Linked DNA regions of Gossypium arboreum: region 2 is linked to region 1. Evidence: chromatin contacts called from public Hi-C data. All regions are on one chromosome and are shown on one strand. Each heading gives the region's core, a stretch centred on a gene start, on an enhancer-like site or on the middle of the called end of the contact. The rest is flanking DNA. Distances are from core to core; before and after follow the strand shown.

Region 1 (6,061 bases), core at 1,081-3,580:
AGAAATTTTCCATGCATTTTTCATCTTTACAATTTAGTCCCTAAATAACAATTTCATGAAAATTTCCTTTACAAAAGTTGTTTATCTATCAACAACCTTTCATTTTCTACCATAAATTTCAAAATTTCACCATATTCATCCATGGAAAATTTTTAATACTTTGATATCTTTACAAATTGAACCCCAAAATAGAGATATAAGTTATTATGATATCAGAAATATAAAAATTACTAAAAACGAGACAAGATTACTTACCCAATCAGACTTGCTTGATTTTATTTCTCTTTTCAAGGGTTTCCATAGAAAAATTTTGGGGATGAAGATGAAATAAGATGATATTAGATTTTTATCATCTTTACTTATTTTAAATTCCAATTTAGTCCTTTTCTTTTCTCAAAATTCCATGGATGAGTCATCATAAATATCTATTTAATGGCATAATTACCATATAAGGACCTCAAATTTTGAATTTCATAGCTAATTAATCCTTCTAGCTACTAGAATTCAACTTTTGCATTTTATGCAATTTGGTCCTTTCTATAATTAGACATGAAATCGCTAAAATTTTCTTATCAAAATTTTCATACGTCTTTCCTATCCTAATGCCGACCGTGCAATAATATTAAAATAAATTTTCTTTCTGACTCAGATTTGTGATTCCGAAACCACTGTTCTGATTTAATTAAAAACGGGCTGTTACACGTGCCTTGCTCATGTGGTTCCGAAGCATAAACAGTGAGTTACATAACCTAGACACACGCCCATGTCCCTACCTGTGTGACTCACAAGGCCTGGGTACATGCCCGTGTCCCTGGCCGTATGGTTTTTGTACCACAAATAGTGAGTTACATGGTCTAGACACACGCCCGTATCCCTGGCCGTGTGGTCTTTGTACCACAAACAGTGAGTTACACGGCCTAGACACACGCCCATGTGAACCCTTTACCAATATGGCCACACACAACCTAGACATATGCCCGTGTGTCTTGCCCATATGGCCCCAAGTTGATGAACATTGAGTTACACGGTCACCCACACGGCCTGCCACTCGGTCTTGTGTCTCACACGGCCTAGACACACGCCCGTGTGTCCGACCATGTGGCATTGACAGCAACCATTTCTGGCGACAAAACTTGCAAAATTAATGTTTTCGGTAGCACCTAATTTCTCTTTGATGGAGAAACAACGCGTAGACTAACCAGAACTAATCATTCAATAATCAATTACACCAATGATTTCAATACTTTAGCAAAACCAAGCTACCGCCAAGACTATGTCGAAAGTTTCAACGCAATCCCAACTTAATTCGCATACTCACCTAGCACGAAATTGAGGAATTCAGACTAACATGGCGAAATAACATCTCTGCACTATCCTCGCCTAAAAAGGTAATCAATCGAATGATTAAACAGAACGTTCAAGCAACTGAGCAAAATCCTGTTTCGACAGAACATTGTTAACACAACAGAACTAGCAAAAATGAGAGAAAAATAACGACGAAACGTACTCAATAATCACATAGTCAACTTTACAAGCAACGAAGAACTCCCAATTAACGCAGAATTAAATATCGTAAAAGGAAAAATAAAAGAATAGAAGGGGAACAAGAAAAGAACATAAACTTTAGAAAAAACAAAGAAGAAGGTACGATAGAAATTCTTTAGACTATTTTAATTTAACCATCATCCCACATTCCAGCATTTGCAAAAAAAATAATATTTCCTAACGCATATAATGGGATTTGAACTTAGGACCAGACAAAATACAGACAAATACTTAACCAATGAACCAACAGACTCATTCTTAACACTAATCTATCTAGAATTGGATTTAACTATGAAACACATGAATAAAGGTTGTTTTAAAAACTTTTAACAATGCAACTCAAACTTCAGACCTTAAACATAAAAGCAGAGCACAGAACCAGAGATACAAAAATCTAATTACTATAGATTTTCATAATTAAATTCTTAAAAATTTTGAGTCGTTACAAATATATTTTAAATTAACATTCATAAAATTAATTAAATATTATATGATAATATAAATTGCTAAATAAATTATATTAAAAATATGTAGGTCAAACTATATATTAATTTTAAAACTATAATATGTCTTATCAAAATATTTGGTGCTTCCTTCTACAAATAGTTTATTATTTTCTAAACGATAAGAAGTTGGATCAATTTATTCCAGTATTAGCCGACACTTGCTCTACCGATTCCTTTTTTTTTTTGTTGTTGAAAATAAATAGTCAAAGCCTGTGGACCCCACGTAGGAGACAAAAAATTTATTCGGGGAAAGGTCATTATGATTATGTGCAGAAGTCTCTTTGAAGACAGACAAATCTAACGTCGGTCGGAACGTGCTAACGTCTGTCGGAACTTTCTTGGCAGCAACATGTAGATATCACGAATGGCATTTACGGTTAGCGGTTTAAAATTTGTGACTAAAACAAATGTATAAAAATCATTTTATTATTAAATGATATTTTATAAAAAATTTATCATTAACACAAGAAATATTATTAAATAATGGAGATGAGATAAGAGATGTTAGGGCCGCCTTTCTCCGTGTTGTATGACTATCGAAGATTTCAAGGTCTCAAAGTGTTGAGAGTGGATGCTTGGTGCAGCTGCCGCCAACTATAAATATTATCAGTCAATTTTAACTCTGTGGAGTGGGCCCTGCTTTATTATTGTTATGATTGTTTGGTATGATAAATATTCCAAATAATATGATTTTTATTATTGAATAATATCTTCAAATATTCCAAATTCGTATGAGGCCCTGCTTTATTATAGTTATGATTGTTAATAAAGACACCTTCGGTGTGAGGAATATTCCAAATATTCCAGCACCATCAATTTTTGCTCTAAGGAATTGAAGGTTGAAAATTGAAAACGCTACGCATGCTGTGTTAATTAATGAAATGGAAATTCTTAGATAGGTAGCGTGCATCTTCTTTTTCTTGTTAAATTAAATGCTATCTTCTTTTTCGTGATAATTTTAATAAAATGTTTGATTTATTAAAACAATAATTTTTAGTCTACGAAGTTTAGAATATAGATTTGAGAGTCGGTTACGTATGAGGAAGAGTTAGTACCCTCGTAACGCCCAAAATTAGTACCTAGTTGATTAATTGGTGTCTTAGTGTCGAAAGTAGAAAACTTGGAAAGAGTTTTAAAATACGATTGCTCTTTTTGTTAATGTTAATTTTTAAAAAAAATGCTTAGATAAATCGAAATAAATGTTAAAGACCTTCTTATCTCGAAGTAATGACACATTCAGTAATTTAGGACACGACATTTTACCTTCGAGAATAAGCTTTTTTTTTTAATTTTCAAAACTCATGTATTTTAATTTTAAAAGGATATTCGGTTATTTTAGGTCAAACGAGGAAAACTGAAACCCAATAAGTTAGGACACGATCTCTCGGATCTCCTAATACGAAATATTGCCTTTATATTTTTTAGAAATTCTTACCTCAAGGTAACAAGATGTCATATCCAATAAGTTAAGACACAACACCTCGAATTCTCAAGAATAAGCTTTTATATTTAAAACTCATGTATTTGATTCTAAAATGATATTCCATTATTTAGGTTAAACGAGGAAAAATCGAAACCCAGTATGTTAGGGCACGACTTCTCGAATTTTCAAATGCAGAACATTGCCTAAAAGAAAATTTCCTTTATAACGAATTTGGGTAAAAATGAGTGAAATATTTAAAAATGATGTGTGGACAAAATATTAAGCTAGTGAATAACAACAATATAAATGTACTAATAAGCAACTCATAATACATTATGATAGTAATAATCACATAATACATGTTATTTTAATATCAATATTAACAATCAAAGAAAATAGAATAAACAATAAAATAAAAATAAATGATAACAATGATGACAACAATAATACTAATGATAAAATATGCAAATGAAATGACAATGCCATTTTTAATTATAATAAAGGAAGCAAATAAAATAAAGACACAAATAAGTGTAAGGAAAATAGTTTATAAAAAATTAAAAGTAAAGAATCAAATTAAAAGGTAAATGAAATTAAAGGTACAATTTATAATAAAACATATGTAAATAATAATAATAATAATAATAATAATAATAGGAACAATATGTGTATGAGTAAGAACACAAATAATTTGATTTTAGTATGAAAAGGGTAATAAACGAATAAATGAATAAATGATAATAAAAATGATAGACAACAAAATAGTAATAGTAATGAAGGCATAGATAAAATAAATGATCAATGAAATCAAGATAAGAGCTAAGAAATGAAGGAATAATACCTAAGTGCACATGAGGATTAAAATAAAAAATGAACGACTGATATATAAAATAGATAAACAAATGAATAAAATTACAAGACTAATAAATAAATAAACAAGCAGCTAAATAAATGAATAAATAAAAAAGGTTAAAACAAAGGGGTTAATTTGAAGCTTAAAATAAAATTAAAAGGAATAAATTGCAAATAATAATAAAAAAAGGCTGACAAGGACCAAGATGTAATGCGCTGAAACTAGCAAGGACTAAAAGAAAAAATATCCCTGATCCTTATGCGTTGCGTTTTAACTAGCAATGCTATAGATTAAATTAAAAATGAAATAAAATTAAAGGGGTAGATTTTTAAAAAAAGGAACTAGGGCCAAACTAAAAGGCACCTGAAGGAGCGATGACTAAATGGGAAATTATCCCTATCCTCCAAAATGCGCAGCTTTAGTAAGGACTAAAATGAAATGAAAGAAAAATTGTCAAGCCAAATTAAAAAGAAAGAAAACAAAAAGGATACAATTGAAACAGGTAGAAAAAGCGGAAAGGTCAATACACGCAGACTCTCCATCCAGAGCGGGTCGGGTCTCGGGCTCATGGCTTAAACGGCACCGTTTTGGGCTATTGGAATCAGCACCAAACGGCGTCGTTTCATGGGTGTTATAAAAGTAAGTTTTTCTAAAAAATCACTTTGGTAGGTGTTTTAAAAAAAAAAATCTGGAGAACTCTTTTTCCTCTAAAATGGGGTCAAGTGCCTGCCAAGGGGTCTAACAGCTCTCTGCCTTAGCTCCACCGTGGTACGCCATAGCCCCGCCGTAGACGGTGGTCAGAGGCGCGCAAACTTAGGCATTTTTAGCCTATTTCACTCCTTTTCCCCCCTTTTTTAAAAAAAAAAATACTTTTGAAACTTGGATCTAAGGTTTAAAATAAACAGACATCAAAAAGAAAGAAGTCACGAAGGGAAGCCTTCGTCTTTGCTACACTCCGAGCCTTCGTCGGAACCATATGGGTTCTAAGACATTCGTTTATCGGAGCTTTTCTTGGCAGTGACGGAAGACGAACAACCAGTGAGCTTTTTATTATTTATTATTTTTTAATTTTTGAATAAAAAAAACAGATTCTTAGGAAAGAATTTTCACTTCTCTTTTGATTGATATCCGTCTGTAAAAAATAAAGTAACAGATGCATGTACTGTAACTTTCACCTATAGAAAGAGATTTTGTTTTCTTCGACGTAAAAGTTCACAAAAGAGGACAAAAAACTGGATTTGGGTCAAAAAGCTAAGTGAGATGGAGATAGCTATATCCAGTTGTAGAGGAACAAAAGTTGAAATTTCATCTAATACATAACTAGTTTTATATTTATTTTTGGTGGAAAATTCAACATCATGTTGTTATCATATGATATTTTAAATATTTCTTGATGCCAATATTTTCTATATTTATATACACATTCACAAACCTTCTTATCCCACAAATGAGCTTCAAATCTCCCTAAAAGTTTGTGTCCCTTTCCATTATAGTTCACTTATAATGATAATGCTTTACATGAATAGAAATGCCAATTAAAAAATTATGATTATTAATGAAGCAGCATATTTCCATTCTACTGTTGGAATATTTCTCTTTTTTCTTTCTTCTTGTATGAAAAACTTAACATAAAAGTTAGTGTGCAGAAAAGTCAAACAATAAAACATAAGAGTCAAGACTAGACCAAATGCTTCTTACCTAGTTTCCTTTTTGGTACCAATTTTTGGGTGTGTC
Region 2 (6,620 bases), core at 590-3,089, 51 kb after region 1:
CAAATAAGGGTTTAGGATTTTTATTTTTAAGTGTCTAAGTTTAGGATTTCCATTATTTTTTAGGGTTTAGGGGTCTAAGAAAATGATTTGTACAGGATGAATTCTGAAAAATAGTTTTAAGAGGATGGGTTGAGAAGAAATAATTTTGACGATATAGATTGAGTTTTGTAGAGAAAAAACACTCTAAATAGAATGCACAATCAGCAAAAGTAGATGGCTTTAAGAAATTAATTGTCTTTATTTATAGTTGAAATTATCCAATTGATTGCATAATCTTTTTGTTTATGTTTTAAGAAATTAAAGTTAGAAATTAACTAAATGCTATCAAAATAATAGAAAACACAATTTTAAATATATAATATATAATAAAATTATATAAATAATTTAATATTTGTAAAAATAATTTTTTAATCCATTGGTAAATAATTTAACACTAAATTATATTATTAGTGATATGTATAATTACTTATTATGGATTTAAAATTAAAACAAATAATAAATAGAACACATGATAATCTCTTAATCAATTTATAAAATTAAAAATCATTATCAATTAATTCTTTTACATTTTTCCTATAAAAATTAAATGTTCATAATGTTTTCTTATATAATTATTGATTGAACAATTGGATTTTTCAAAATTATATTTTTAACTCTAGATTTTATTTTCTATTTCAAGGACCAACTTTGAGGATTATTTTATGTACCTTGAAGGAAATATCATAATGGTAACAACAAGAGTAAATCTAAAGTGTTTTTTAAGGTTTTTCTATTTTCTTTAGAAAAAATTTATCAATAAAAGGGTTATAAAATATTATATTTAGAAGAAAACTAATGAAAAGAAAAAAAAATTTTAAGATAAACCCATTAATTTTAGGAATTAACTTGAAAAATGATTTGTTAATCGAGAGAAGTTTTTTTTTTTTATAATAATGAGTAAATTATATGGTTGGCACTTAATAATGACCATTTGATACCCAAATTTCAAAGGGAAAAGAAGTTTCAAATAGATTCACACACCTGACTTGGTCTACTTCCCTCTACATCAACCTCGGCCTCCCCAGAGATAGTAGCGAGATGATTTGAAGCGACAGTGGCACGGTTTCATCGTCTGATGCAAACAAACACGAGGTTGAGCAGAAAAATGACAGCTATGCCGGTAAGTTGGATAAAACCATGTATTATTACCTTGTCTTCCTTTTTTGTTCTGCGATTCATTCCAGCAATTCTTATCCCACAAATGAGCTTCAAATCTCCCTGTCCATCGGTGCCTTATTAATGAAACCATCGAGAAATCAAAACAGAATGCCAAGAAAAAGCAAAATAAAATAGAATTGAGACTGTCCGTATATCTTGAATGGACAAAATCTCCAAGAAAGATCACCAATCCCTTATAACTATATATAAAATATATGTATGTATGTATAATTACCTAGTAACGCCTCGATACGTGGAGCTACATTGGGGAGGAGAGTGACGGGGAACAGTTTTACGAGTGCGCTTGAGTTTGGTTGTAGGTTGTGCAGCAGGTTTTTCATTATCCGAACCGTTCTTCTGGTTTTGATGTGAGATTTTCGCCTTCGCCATAAAAAAACTAAAAACAGAAAAAGCTGAGGTCAAGAGTAACAAACACACATCCTCACTCTGAAAACCTTAAGAATGGGAGGGGCAAAAGAATGAGAAACGATTTCAAAGGATCCAGGAAAAAGCAAAGGTTAAGGTCTTTGTTTGAGTGGGAAAAAAGAAATAGAAGGGAAGAGAGAGTGTTGATACAAGGATATGTCGGCCGTCTTGAAGCGGTTTTTTCTCTACTCTCTTATTGCTTCGGTTTGAAGTTATGGTCTCCGAGATAAATAATATCATCATTTTTATTTTTAATTTTATTTTTTTGACTGAGATAATAATTAAAGCAAAAAAAAAAAGGAAATTAGGGGAGAAACATTTGGTCTAGTCTTGACTCTTATGTTTTATTATTTGACTTTTCTGCACACTAACTTTTATGTTAAGTTTTTCATACAAGAAGAAAGAAAAAAGAGAAATATTCCAACAGTAGAATGGAAACATACTGCTTCATTAATAATCATATTTTTTAATTGACATTTCTATTTATGTAAAGCATTATCTTTATAAGTGAACTATAATGGAAAGGGACAGAAAACTTTTAGGGAGATTTGAAGCTCATTTGTAGGATAAGAATCGCTTGCAATTTGCATGCCTCACAACTTACAAAAGCAAAAACGCAGACCCATACTTTGAAAATAAATAAAAAGCAAGCCCAAAATTAATTACATGGCTCAGGCTTGGCAACAGCTACTATACAACACTGATGTTTCCTTTTCTTTAATAAATTCACTTGCCAAAATGCTTCTCCCAAACCAATCATATCTTGTCGTGGGCCCTGCTTGAAAATGAAAATTATTCAAGGGAAGTGGTCAAATACAAAAACACAATGAATTTTAACCCCAAAACATCAAAATCATAATTATTTCAACTTTACCCAAATTTCTTCCACGACTATATCATAATGTAATTGTAGAAACCCAATTTTTGCCCAAATTAATTAAACCCTAACCCACAATAATTAAAAAAAAGAGAGGAGAAAACAGAAACCCTAAGAGCCACTTCTGCTCCCTAGTCTCTGCCCATTGCTGCGCCACCTGCTACCACCGTCACTGTGGCCACCATCCACTTACACCTGCAAAAATAAAGATTGAAATGACAGCAATAATATAAAAAAAATCTCTTGTAAAATGGCTATATAAAAGCCTAGAAATCAAATTGTAAAAGGGGACTCTTTGGAATACAAAAAAAATTACAAACAAAAGCAGAAACAGAGAATCAAACAGATCAACCAAGGTGTTTTATTTTTTTCTTTCTTTTTTTTTTTTTTGAATCTACTCATATACGTGCATATATATCTTCCTCTTTTTATTTTTAAAAAATAATACATATATATACATAAATATAGCAAGAGAATAAAAAAAAACTTCCCTTAAACCCCCTAAGCAGTAGGGTAGCAGGCTGAATTTACAGATCTTAACCCCCTTAGCAGTAGGGAAACAGATCGAAGACGATGGGCCTTAAACCCCCTAAGCAGTAGGGTAACAGGCTAAATTTACAGATTTTAACCTCCTAAGCAGTAGGGAAATAGATCGAAGGCGACAGGCCTTAAACCCCTAAGCAGTAGGGTAACAGACTGAATTTACAGATCTTAACCCCCTAAACAATAGGGAAACAAATCGAATGCGATGGGCCTTAAACCCTAAGCAGTAGGGTAACAGGCTGAATTTACAGATCTTATCACCCTAAGCAATAGGGAAACAGATCGAAGCTATGAATCCATTCTCCCTGAAATGGCACTGGAGAGGCTCGAAGCCACCATTAGTATCTCCTTGAAGTTTCAGCGGAGTAGATCGAAGCTACAAATCTCTTCTCCCTGAAATGGCGTCAGAGCGGCTAGAAGCCACAGCAGATCTCCTTTAAGTTTCAACAGAGTAGATTGAAGTCACAAGTCTTATCTCCTTGAAGTTGCAGTGGAGCAGACTGAAGATAGCAAATCTTATTTCCCTGAAGTTGCAGTGGAACAGATTGAAGCTATGAATAAACAGATCTTATCTCTCTGAAGTGGAGCAAGTCAAAACAAACATTATCTCCCTGAAGTTGCAGTGGAGCAGTGGAGTGGGTCAAAATCACAAGTCTTATTTCTTTAAAGTTGCAATGGAGTGGATCGAAACAACAAGATACAGTGGACTGAAATGAGGCTACCTGAAAAAGAGGAGCATTAAAGAAGTCAAGACTCGGTGGGACCGGACAAAATTGGTCTTTCTTAGAAGTCTTTGCTCTGTTCTCGTCACACGACAACAAGCAAAGAGGGGCAGCTGTAGAAACCCAATTTTGGCCCAAATTAATTAAACCGTAGCCCACAATAATTAAAAAAAAAGAGAGGAGAAAACAGAAACCCTAGGAGCCATTTCTGCTCCTTAGTCTCTGCCCACTGCTGCGCCACCTGCTACCACCGCCACTGTGGCCACCATCCACTTGCACCTGCAAAAATAAAGATTGAAATGACAGCAATTATATAAAAAAAATCTCTTGTAAAATGGCTATATAAAAGCCTAGAAGTTAGATTGTAAAAGGGGACTCTTTGGAATACAAAAAAAATTACAAACAAAAGCAGAAACAGAGAATCAAACAGATCAACCAAGGTGTTTTATTTTTTTCTTTCTTTTTTTTTTTGAATCTACTCATATACGTGCATATATATCTTCCTCTTTTTATTTTTAAAAAATAATACATATATATACATAAATATAGCAAGAGAATAAAAAAAAAACTTGCCTTTTTGATTTCGCCGGAAAAAGAGCGATTTTTGGCCTTCTGCCGTCGTATACGGTGGCGCAGTCGTCGGCAACCTACGGACGGCGCGGTGGCTGATGGGTGGACCGCTAGTCGAAGCTCTGGGGAGTTGAAAGAGTTTGAGAGAGTTTTTTTTTTGTTTTGTTTTTTGAAGAGGAGGGGAGAAAAGTGAAGTTTTAAAAAAAAAAATTTGTCTTATATAGTAAAATAAAACGACGTCGTTTTGGCTTAAGTTCATAAGCCTCAAAACGATGTCGTTTTGCCTTGGCCGACCCGGATCCGACACGCTCTAGGCCTAGAATCCGCGTGTTTTTAATGGAAGGGCTAATTGCACTTTTAGCCCTTTCGCTTTTTTATTGTTTTGAAATTAAAATTTTCATTATTTATAATTTTGCCCTGTAATTTATTTTGACCTTCAATTTGGTCCCTCTTGGTGCTGTGCGTTTTGGGAGGAGGGGATATTGCCCATTTTGGTCCTCCCTTGTTATCCGTGTGCCCAAATTGGTCCTTCTCTTCTTTATTAATTTTCGAATTGGCCCCAAACTTTTACTTTAGGTTCATTTTAGTCCTTTTTTGTTATATTCAATATTTTAATTAAATTAATTGGTTTAAAATTATTATATTTACTATTATTATTCCATTATTATTACCTAATACATTATTATCATCATTATTTTTACTTTATTATTAATCTAACGTATTGATGTTATTACTTTTATTGATATTTTAGTGTTAAATTGATATTATTATATTATATGTTTTCTTTCCTGATTATTTATTGTTTTATTATTAGTCAATTTAGTATTGCTAATTATTATTTATTATCGTCCTTATTAACATATCATCATTTTATATTATTATCTTTGACTTGTTGTTCTCTATTATTATTATTATTATTATTATTATTATTATTCCTTCTATTATTTACTACTACTACATTATTATTTATATTATTACTATTATTAACGCTCCTATTATTACTATTTTATTTTATTTTACTTTTATTATTATTAATATTATTATTATCATCTTATTTTATTACTATTATTATTGTTGTAATTACTATTACTAGTATTATTATTTTTAACTATTATTATTATTGGTAGTAGTATCATTACTATTATTATTTTATTTTATTTCATTTTGTTTTTACTTATACGCCATTATCATTATTAAATTAATTAATTTTACATTATCATTTCTATTATTTCTCTTTATATCTATATACCTAATGTCTTTAAGTACATTTATTTCATCTTATCCCATCATTTTATTATTTATTTATCCATACCCTTTTATAATTATAAACTTTAGATTATTCATAATTTCTCTTATTATTAATATTATTCTCATTATTAACACATTTTGTAATTTATTTTAACACAATATCTATTTGCTCATTCGTTTAATATTTTTCAGTTTCAAATTTTCAATTGACTTATCATTTTTCCTTTTTATTTTCGCCTTGTTCGTTTATTTTATTTTATTTTCTTTTCGATCTTATATATTATCGTTTATATAAACACATTTATCATGTTGTGCATGTTAGTACCGTAATTTAATTTATATTTTACTATCAAATTGTGTTACATCTTACCCAATACTTTAATTTTTGTTTTTAAAATAATTGATATTCTGTGTTTCGAGATTTGAGAAAATCATGCCCTAACTTACTGGGTTTCGATTTCTCTCATTTAACCTAAATAACGGAATATTCTTTTGAATTGTAATACGAGTAAAAATACTTATTCTCGGAGATACGAGGTGTGGTGCCCTAACTTACCAGGTATGACATTTTGTTACCTCGAAATAAGATTTTTCGCAAGTAAAGGCAATATTCGGTGTTTGGAAATTCGAGAAAACATGCCCTAACTTACCGGGTTTCAATTTTCCTCGTTCACCTTAACTAACCGAATATCCTTTTAAAAAAGTTAAAATGCATGAATTTTAAATAAAGGCAAGCTCATTCTCGAAGTTCGAGATGTCGTGTCCTAACTTACTGAGCGTGACATTTTATTACTTCGAGATGAGAGGGTCTTTAACATCCGTTTTAATTTATTCGATCATTTTTAAATCAGCATTAATACAAAAAGGGATCGTATTTTAAATGCTTTCAAGTTTTCAAATCTTCGACACTAAGATACTAATTAATCAACTAGGTACCAATTTTTGGGCGTATCGAGGGTGCTAATCCTTCCTCGTGCGTAACCGACTCCCGAACTCATTTTCTGATTTTCGTAGACCAAAAAATTATCGTCTTAGTA

What was found. Hi-C and Micro-C count contacts between places; a contact is called where the count stands out from the background.
Region 2: a contact with region 1 is called in a Hi-C map of leaf, with 1.7 times the contacts expected there. The contact joins the promoter of LOC128291788 here to the enhancer-like site in region 1. A contact is called at or near these places in 2 of 5 Hi-C or Micro-C datasets (both in leaf).

The regions. Positions count from the first base shown.
Region 1 is chr4:5,129,346-5,135,406 of ASM2569848v2, forward strand. No RefSeq gene overlaps it. Among protein-coding and RNA genes, the nearest start is that of LOC128291711, 35 kb to the left of the region's middle. Within about 2 kb of position 2,331, at least 1 of the 2 cell types and tissues checked has an H3K27ac peak or open chromatin away from gene starts, as enhancers often do. A contact at or near this core is called in leaf, where this site is marked.
Region 2 is chr4:5,180,718-5,187,337 of ASM2569848v2, forward strand. LOC128291788 (AP2-like ethylene-responsive transcription factor At1g16060) reads right to left here and starts at 1,840. Exons shown (of 4, transcript XR_008281679.1): 1 at 1,433-1,840; 2 at 1,189-1,271; 3 at 1,021-1,111.